Linked DNA regions of Sus scrofa: region 2 is linked to region 1. Evidence: chromatin contacts called from public Hi-C data. All regions are on one chromosome and are shown on one strand. Each heading gives the region's core, a stretch centred on a gene start, on an enhancer-like site or on the middle of the called end of the contact. The rest is flanking DNA. Distances are from core to core; before and after follow the strand shown.

Region 1 (4,655 bases), core at 113-2,612:
CAGGGAACTCAGTAAATCTATTTTTTAAAAATTAGGTATAGAACTTCCTTGGTGGCTCAGCAGGTTAAGGATCTGGCAATGCCACTGCTATGGCACAGGTTTGATCCCTGGCCTGGGAACATCTACATAACATGGATGCAGCCAAAACAAAAGAAAATGAAACCCAAAAAAAACCAACAACAACAACAACAAAAAACTAGGTATAAAGTTGTAATAGCCCAACAGTCAATAAAGCAAACAAATCCCTAAAATAGGAGAATTTCAGTTGGTATCATTAAAAAATAAATGCTAATCATCTGTTTCTATTCCTTTTTGCTCTATAAATATTGGGATATACAAGTGATTCATTCATTCTTTCAACAAGTATATATTAAGTACCTGATATATACCTAACATGTATGAGGTTTTGTGCCAGGTGATGGAAACACAGCTATGAACAAAAGACAAGGTTCCTGACCTCAGGGAACTTAAAATCTAGTTGCAGAGACAGACAATAAACAAAGAAAAAAGTTACAAAATGTAGTTAAATGCTATAAAGGAAACAGACTGCTGAGGCACAAAACAACAGAGGATACTAATTTAATAAATAATAATAGCAGCTAAAATTAACTGAGCACTTAAGACAGAGAATGATCCTCTGAAAAGTGATATTTAAGCCAAGATCAGAAGAATGATCTACCCATGTGATGATTGGGGAGAAAGGTTTTTCAGGCAGAAGAAATAGTGCACACAAGGAGGTGAATGGTAATCAAAAACCTAAAAGTGGCCAATAGGACTGGGCATGCTGAACAAAGGGAAAAAATACAATAGGGCTTATTATCATTTTACTGGATTAGTTTCTTTTACATAGAAATCTCAACTTAGGTTATTACTAGGTCTGTCTTTGTATTACACATGGATTAATGTCTAATATTTTCTCTAGCTACTGGCATTTTTACCAGTCCAACCTGTTTCAGTTTATTATGAAAGTCTTACACAATTCATGTCAGATCTTTACTCATTTGAGCAAAGACAGAATTAACTGACAAACTGACTTTGGTTTACCCAACTGAGAAAGAAATACTGTTTCCCAGGACTTTTTGATTTTGCTTTCTCATTAAAAAAAAAAAAAAAAAAAAAAGTCAGTGTTAAGTTAGAATTCTAAGTTTTACATTCCTTTAGTCTTTAAAACACTCAGCCTTAAATGGGGGGAAAACATTACCATAATTAGATGCAAAGTTAAGAAGGGCAAAAGAATAAATGAATATAAATATTCTACATTTAACATTTTTTTCCATGCCTATTCACAATGTAGACTACTCAGGCCCCATGAGTTTCTTCACTTTTTGAAAAGGAAATCAGCTTTTGAGTCATTCTCCCTATGTACACATTAGCCTCACAATTCTGCCTTCCAATTATCTTTTTTCTCATCCTTCAAAGAAACGACAATGTTCTGTCCACTGAATCATTTCCTTCTTACTGGATGACAGGCAAAAACATAGGGAACCTCTGTGTCAATCCCTTTAGTATCCAAATCTTAGAAGTTGTTATCAAGCCAGCAATTATTTGACAGCTACTGATGTGTCAAGATCCATCAATGTAAATGGGTGAAAGACCAACAGTAGTCATTTTTTGACTTGAGATCACAGTGAATATACAAAACACGTACAGCTGAATTAGCCCCTTTCTTTTGTGCTCCCCAGCTTTCCCTAAATGACTGACTTCTTAATTAGAACACATCCAACAGTAACAAGAGCAGTTCACATTTGAATGCTTACTCTATGCCGGCCATATTTCTAAGCACATTACATACACTAACTTATGTAATCCTCAAAATAAGGTAAGGTACTATCACTTCCACCATTAAAAAAATGGAGAAGGTGAGCCAAAAATAAGATACATAGTTTTCCAAGATCATAATACTCAGCCAATCTGTTTTCCATTTTCCTCAAGCTTATTTTTAAACCAGTTTGGTCCCACTATCTCATAAATTTTAATGTAACTTGCTCCTACCAGTCAGAGGGTCTAGAGCATGTACTCAAGCTTACTTCAAATACGGGATAGCCCTCTTATTAGCTGTGTACCTTGGGTAAGCTACCAAATCTCTCCCTGTGACTTGGTTTCACTTGTCTATAAAATGGAAATAACAACAGGATCTAATTCCTTAAACTACTGTGATGATTAAATGAGTCATATATATGCATGGTGTGTGCATATACACACACAAACACAACTTGGAACAGTGCCTGGCACATAGTACATAGAAGTTAGCTGTTATTAGTACCACCACCTCCACCAGGGGAGTTTAGCAGAAGGCTGCTCTATTTAATCCAGTCAACACTTCTTTTCTTTTCCTCCAATATCTGTCATTTCTATTGTTTGATTTACATTAGCTAACAATAACTATTCTTAGCAAGCAAGCAATGCATCTAACTCTCATGCTAATTTTTTCCAGTCTTTACTCTTTCCTCCTATTTCAGCTGTCCAGAAAGAATTATTTGAGATTAAAATGGTTTGCTTTATATTCTAGGTAAGTTCATAAGCTACTGCAATACTAAGGCTAAAGCCTAAATTTGTAATATAATCAAAAAGAGAACAGAGGAGGGAGGTCTTAGTCCATTCACTCTTCTGTAACAAAATGCCATAAACTAGGTGGCTTAATAACAACAGAAATTTATTTCTTGCAGTATGGAGACTGGAAAGTCCAAGATCAAGACACTAGAAGATTTGGGTGTCTGCTAAGGACCAGCTTCCTCAATAGATAGCTGTCTTTTCATTACAACCTCAGATGGTGAAAGGGTAAGGGACCTTTCTTGGGTCTCTTTCATAAGGACACTAATGATATTCCTGAGGTCTTCGCCCTCATGACCTAATCACTTACTAAAGGCCCCCATCTCCTGCTACCATCATCTTGGTGCTTAAGGTTTCAACACGTAGATTTTGGGGGCACACAGATATTCAACCTATAGCAGAGGGAAAAAACTAAGACAACATTCTTCTCAGTTTTAATTTCAAAATATCAAATTGTTTGGTATTTTACTTGTGGAATAGATTTTACAATAATAGTTTTTAATTAAGAATAATAAATAACCTATGTGTTCAAGTGTGAATTGAAACACAGTATGTTTAAATTATTAATGTATTGAAGTTCTCACTGTGGTGTAGTGCATTAAGAATCCAACCATAGTAGCCCAGGCCTCTGCAGAGGAGGTGGTTTGATCCCCGGCCTTGCACACAGGATTAAAGGATGTGGCCTCGCCACAGTTGTGGTGTAGGTTGCAGCAGCAGCTCAGATTCAATTCCTGGCCCAAGAACTTCCATATACTGTGTATTGGGCCATTAAAAAAATTAAATTATTAATGTATTGATGATTTACTAGATGTTATAAGCCTTAACCTTTCATAACAGTTGATAAGCTCAGATAACATTCTTAGAAATGTCTGATGAGGAGTTCCCACTGTGGTTCAATGGGATTGGTGTCAACTCTGCAGTGCCAAGACACAAGGTGGATCCCAGGCCTGGCACAGCGGATTCAAGGATTCATTGCTGCCGCAGTTGCAGCATAGGTCACAGCTGTGGCTCAGATGTGACCCCAGGCCTGGGAACTCCATATGCCATGGAGAAGCCAGAAGAGTGGAAAAAAAAAAAAAGAAATTTCTGAGGAAAAAAACTTTTCTAACCAAAGTATAAAGCATAGAAAATTGACATTTATCTTTTAAATTAAAAAGATTTTGATTGATTGATTTTAATTTATTATGCTTTAATTTTTGTACAATACCATGAAAACTTAGGACTTCTGAAATCTTTGGGACTTTTGAAATCAAAACATAAGTTTATATTCTATTATTTTTAATAAATTTTAAGCCAGGGCCCTGTCACCGGGAAATTCTACACAGACCCTCTGTGTAGTCCGTCTGCAGAGGCATTTGTTGTCCAAAGCATTAGCCTGAAAACTCAGGTTTCTGGAGCACTGTCTCTGCCGAGGAACTGCATACACCTGAGGGCTGAGGCATGACCATCCGCCAAGGTGGGGAGGTATCCTTACAACTGCATGTAATTTTTCTTTATACTTGACTTTTTCTTGTTGCATGTTTTACAATGTATGCTAACCTATTGGTGGAATGGTATAGCGAAAGAATATGTAGATAAATACATTTGACACAACATTCTAAATCAACTATAATTTTAAAAATGAGAAAAAAATAAACAAATTTTAAGGAAAAAACACATCATGCATTCAAAAATATACAAAATTAGAAATACCATATATTTATAACAAAAATAATTATTAAATGTTTTAATTGCTTCTATGCAAAGCCCATACTTTACACCTCTCTTGAAACACTGGGCATTCAATACCTAACTAGGATTAGATCCAAACTTTACATCCTTGAGTACAAGGTGGGGGGCATAACATGGTTTAAATTCCCCAGCTGACCAGCTCAAGTCAGAATTAAACACCATTCAAAAACATATTCCCAGAGTGCAGCAAGTTAGGGACTGGTGTTACCACAGCTGTGGTGTAGGTTGCTGCTGCAACTCAAATTTGATCTCTGGCCTAGGAACTTCCATATGCTGCAAGTGCAACCAAAAAATAAAATAAAATAAAATCCCAGGAGGCTCAGTCAACCCATGCCACTCTCTACATATAGAAATTAAGATATAATTGTAATAAG
Region 2 (4,574 bases), core at 744-3,243, 100 kb before region 1:
ATTCAAGAAGGGACATAATATTACTAACTCACTGTGGTATTGATGACAGCAGCCTTAAAATCAAAGTACTTGAAATAAATTTTTAATGTAGACACTCAGAGAAAACACTCCAGATAGACTTCATCTTGAGAAATAAAGTATTAGGCTGTCCCTAGTGAAAGCATTTACAATGCAGAAGTCAAGACTCTATGCTTTGGCAACATACTAACAAACCTTGTAAGGAAAAGTTACATAGCACATTATTGTACATCAGAAGTGAAAACTGAGATCCATTTTAGTGTTTAGGACAAGACACCACAGACCTGAATTTGTTGTTTTTCCTGGGTTCCTAAATCCTAAGGTATAATGAACCCTATGATAAATACTTTATAATACATAATACTTATTAGTTATGCCTGTAATCCTTAAATTACACACACGCACACACACACACACACTGCCCCCAAAGTTCGCTTTTCAGCAAAGTGCAAAAGATATCCAACATAGCTTCTATGGAATATTTCCAAATAATGTAGTGACTTGGCCTACTATTTATGCTATTGCTTTTTTCTCCAGAAACTTTACAAGTAATATCCTAATAGAACCATTCAATTCAGGAAAAGTTAACATGGTAAAGAACACATGGAGTGGATTTAGACCACTAACCAAATTTCCAGCCTAGTTAAGAACATGGGTGTAACCTTAACCAGAAACCCTTACAAAATCCAAGTATCAGAACAAATCTTATTTATGATAATAATTCTGATTCTTTAAGAAAGTGGACTACTACATATAAAGTGAATAACAAGGACCTACTGTATAACACAGGTAACTCTACTCAATATTCTATAATAACCTATACGGGTAAAGAATCTGAAAAATAATGGACATATAGATATGTATAGCCGATTCACTTTGCTATACACCTGAAACACAACATTGTAAATCAACTATAAATTAAAATTTCATTAAATTTCAGTAAAATTTCATTAAAAAATTTTTTTAAAGTGTTGGTGGTGAGTTCACCATAAACAATTTAGGAAAGACGATACAATGGACCTTTGGAGACCAGCCCCAAGTACCCAGGAAGGCAGGGCAGCAGAAATAATTACGGTGGAAGAGAACACTAGCCTAGACAATTATAAAGCCTTTATATTCGTAATATGACTCATGCTGATCCGTGGCCTATCTCCTTACATCAGCAAGTTATTATAAGTGAGTTTACAGTATGTTCCGCTGTCTCCACGAAAGACATGAACGGTTAGTAAAAAAAATTTTTAATTTCAACCTTTCGATTTTTTTTCCAAGTACCATAATGAGAACAGCTGTGGCTCACATTTCTGAGCACACGCTGCTCCAAAGCTCTAAGTTCCTCACCTCATTCAAGCCTCAAAACGACCCTATCAAACAAGGGCTATTTTTCTTACTTTACAAACGAAAGGGCTGAGGCCAGAAGAGCTTAGCAGCTGACCAGGGCTACACCGCCAACAATGAAAGACTGGACATGAAATTCCAACCCAGGTCTAACTCAGCGCCCAAACACGAGGTACCGCCTCAGGAGTTAAGAGCACGAAGACAATACAAGTAGTTGGAGAGTTAGTTCTTGGAGTAAAAAATAAGGTTCCTGACCCAAGTGCAGGCCGGAAAAACCTGGGCGCAGCGTTAAGGACCGAGTCCCGGGTGCTCACATTCAGTGGAGGGATTAAGGAAAAATGGGACACACCCCAGGAGAAAGGCACATTTCAGCCAGGACAAGGAGAACATTCCAACTCGCACCACGTCGGCGCTAACTACCAAAGCTCCTGCGGGCGCCGGGGCCGGGCGTGTCTGACCTTCCCAGACACGGGGGGTGGGCACACCGGCCGCGCCCCTCCGCTCATGGTCGGAGCAGGCCGCCGCCAGACCCGCCCTGGACATCGACCGCCTTGGGCCTTCTGGGCCCCAGGGTCCGCTCCCCGCGCACACTCACCTTCTGCTCCTCCGCGGAGGCTGCCTCGGGGACTTCCGCGGACATCCTGCTCCCTCTGCGGACGAGACACCGGGAAAAGAAGTGATTACCGGGTGGCCGAGGCCGCCCGGCCGCTGCGCCGCCTCAGGCCCGCCGGCCCCGTTCCCCAAGCGCCCACCCGGGCAGCCTCCGCCCGCAAAAATGGCCGCCACCTTATGACGACACGCAGCCCGGCTGCGCCTGCCGGGCAGCCACTGCGGCCCGCCACCCCGCCGCCCCGCCGCCCCTCCCGCACCGCTCCGGTGCCTACCTTACCCCGCTTCTCCGGCTCTGCGACTCCCAAGCACTTCCTTCTTTCCTTCAAAGGTCGCGGCTCGCGCCTCACCTCACTTCCGCCCGCCAACTGCTTCCAGGGAGTTGTAGTTCTTAAGTGGAGCCGCTTCTCACCGCCTTTGCCTGCCAGCTCTGTCTTTGGACTCCAGCTTTCCCGAACTAGTCTAGTACCGTTCTCCTCCTCGCTTTCCCGTTGCGGCTACACAGACTTTCTTCTGGGCGGCCCAAAGCTTTGTGCTCCCCAAGTCTCTCCCCACTCCGCTTCGCTTATTTAACCTTCTTTATCTTTCACATCCCCAGTCCTACGTCATCGTCTCAGGCGGTTCCTGAGCCCCTTTTCTAAGTAATACCCATCTTTTAAGTGTTCTCACATCTCTGTATAGTTCCTCAACAATCCACAGTGTTATCTATCATTAGACAGTATTTGTTGTGACTACTTTATTGATGTCACTTTTCCTGTCCGATAAGCCACCTTGGAACAGGGACCTCGTCCATATTTACTTATATTTTGTTCCAAGAGCCCAGCAATTCCTAACCAGTCAATAAATATCTGATGAAGGAATTCAGCTTCCATTCATTTGTCAACTCTCCGGGGTCCACTCCCACAACGTTACTGAAACGGCTGGCACCAGACTCTTCCAATGACTTTCTCAATTGCCAAATCCGTTGGCTTCACATTTAATCGTTATTCTGTTTGTCCTGTGAATAGCTACTGGCAATACATGGTGGTTCCAATTAAGTATATCTCAGAAACTTGGAGAAACTTGGATTGCCCTCTAAGAGTTAAACTAGTAAAAAGCAACAGATAGTGTGGATGCAATTCTGGGGAAATTTGGAAACCATCAAAATTCAACCAGGGTGTCCTGGGTAGAATCTCAGTCAGGAAGAATTGCAACTTAGAAAACAAAAAGTGCACTCCTTTTGGAGAAGGAAAAGAAGGCATTTGTCAGGCAACAAAATATTTAAAATACAAGAGTTCAAGAGACTGAGACTCTTTGACCAGGATATCCTTTCAGAGTGACTTAGGCTGGGCAGCAGAGAAATTTTTATAAGACCAATTAAATATTTGTTCTCATTTCATACAAAGTAACCTACTGAAAATTTGCCTTTCCTTTATGCAAACCTGCAGGGAGAAAGGAGAATGCCCTAGATAGACTAACTGAAGCATCTAACAGGTTTTTTTTGTTTTTTGTTTTGTCTTTTTTTAGGGCCGCACCCAAAGCATATGGAGGTTCCCAGGCTGGGGTTGAATCAGAGCTGCAGCTGCTGGCCTATGCCACAGCAACATGGGATCCAGGCCTCATCTGCAACCTATACCACAGCTCACGGCAACTCCCAATCCATAACCCACTGAGCAAGGCAGGGATCGATCCTGTGTCCTCATGGATGCTAGTCAGATTCGTTTCCACTGAGCCACAATGGGAACTCCCTAACAGTTTTATTTTTATTAATGAACTGACGTTCTGGCTTAAATCCTATATCATATATCTGTGAACTAAAATCTGATAGACACACATACAGTATATGTAACCTTAAAGAAAATCTATTCTTAAAAGATAGTCACACTCAGGAGTTCCTATTGTGGCTCAGTGGGTTAAGAACCTAACTAGTATCCATGAGGATTCGGGTTCGATCCCTGGCCTCGCTCAGTGGGTTAAGGATCTGGCGTTGCCATGAGCTGTGGTGTGGGTCACAGACACATCTTGGATATGACATTGCTGTAGCTGTGGCATAGGCCGGTAGCTACAGCTCTGATTCCACCCCAGCCTGGGAACCTCCATATGCCACAGGTATGGCCCTAAAAAGCAAAATAAAATAAATAAATAATAAAAGATAGTCACTCAAATGAGGGCATGTTTGAATTTCTGGGAGAAAGATTTTAATCAGTGGAGAACTCATAAAGACCAATGTCCCATTCTGGGGACTGTCTGAGAAGCCTTCTTTCTCAAGTAACATCAACCATGTACCTTAATGCTTGAAATTACGCAGTGATCACAAATGCTCTATTTCTCAAAACTTTCTTCCTTTGATGTCTAGGATACTACTCTGTCACTCTCTCCTGCTTCTCTGATCATTCCTTCTTAGTCTCCTTTGAGTCTTTACTTGCCTTTTAACGGGAGGGTTCTAACACTTCTTTAGATCCCCCTCCCTTCTGGTTTTATCCTCTCTTGAGAAATCATTTCTACTCTCATAGCTTCAGCTGCCATTTATGTATTCTGAACAGTGCTGTTCAATAGAACTTTCTGTGAGGATGGAAATATTCTCTATCAGTGCTTTCCAATGCAGTAGCCACTAGCCATATACAAATAATGAG

What was found. A called contact is a pair of places that touch in the nucleus more often than the background predicts.
Region 2: a Hi-C map of alveolar macrophages shows a contact between it and region 1, with 1.6 times the contacts expected there. The contact joins the promoter of ARPP19 here to the enhancer-like site in region 1. A contact is called at or near these places in 1 of 5 promoter capture datasets (liver), 6 of 47 Hi-C or Micro-C datasets (alveolar macrophages, embryonic fibroblasts, psoas muscle and 1 more) and 2 of 2 datasets of contacts at active chromatin or transcription factors (alveolar macrophages and skeletal muscle).

What each region holds. Positions count from the first base shown.
Region 1 is chr1:119,027,973-119,032,627 of Sscrofa11.1, reverse strand. All of the region lies in intron 2 of FAM214A (protein FAM214A), which reads right to left. Among named protein-coding and RNA genes, the nearest start is that of FAM214A, 36 kb to the right of the region's middle. Within about 2 kb of position 1,362, at least 2 of the 83 cell types and tissues checked have an H3K27ac peak or open chromatin away from gene starts, as enhancers often do. A contact at or near this core is called in alveolar macrophages, where this site is marked.
Region 2 is chr1:119,132,280-119,136,853 of Sscrofa11.1, reverse strand. ARPP19 (cAMP regulated phosphoprotein 19) reads right to left here and starts at 1,993. Exons shown (of 3, transcript NM_214175.1): 1 at 1,949-1,993. The coding sequence starts at 1,993.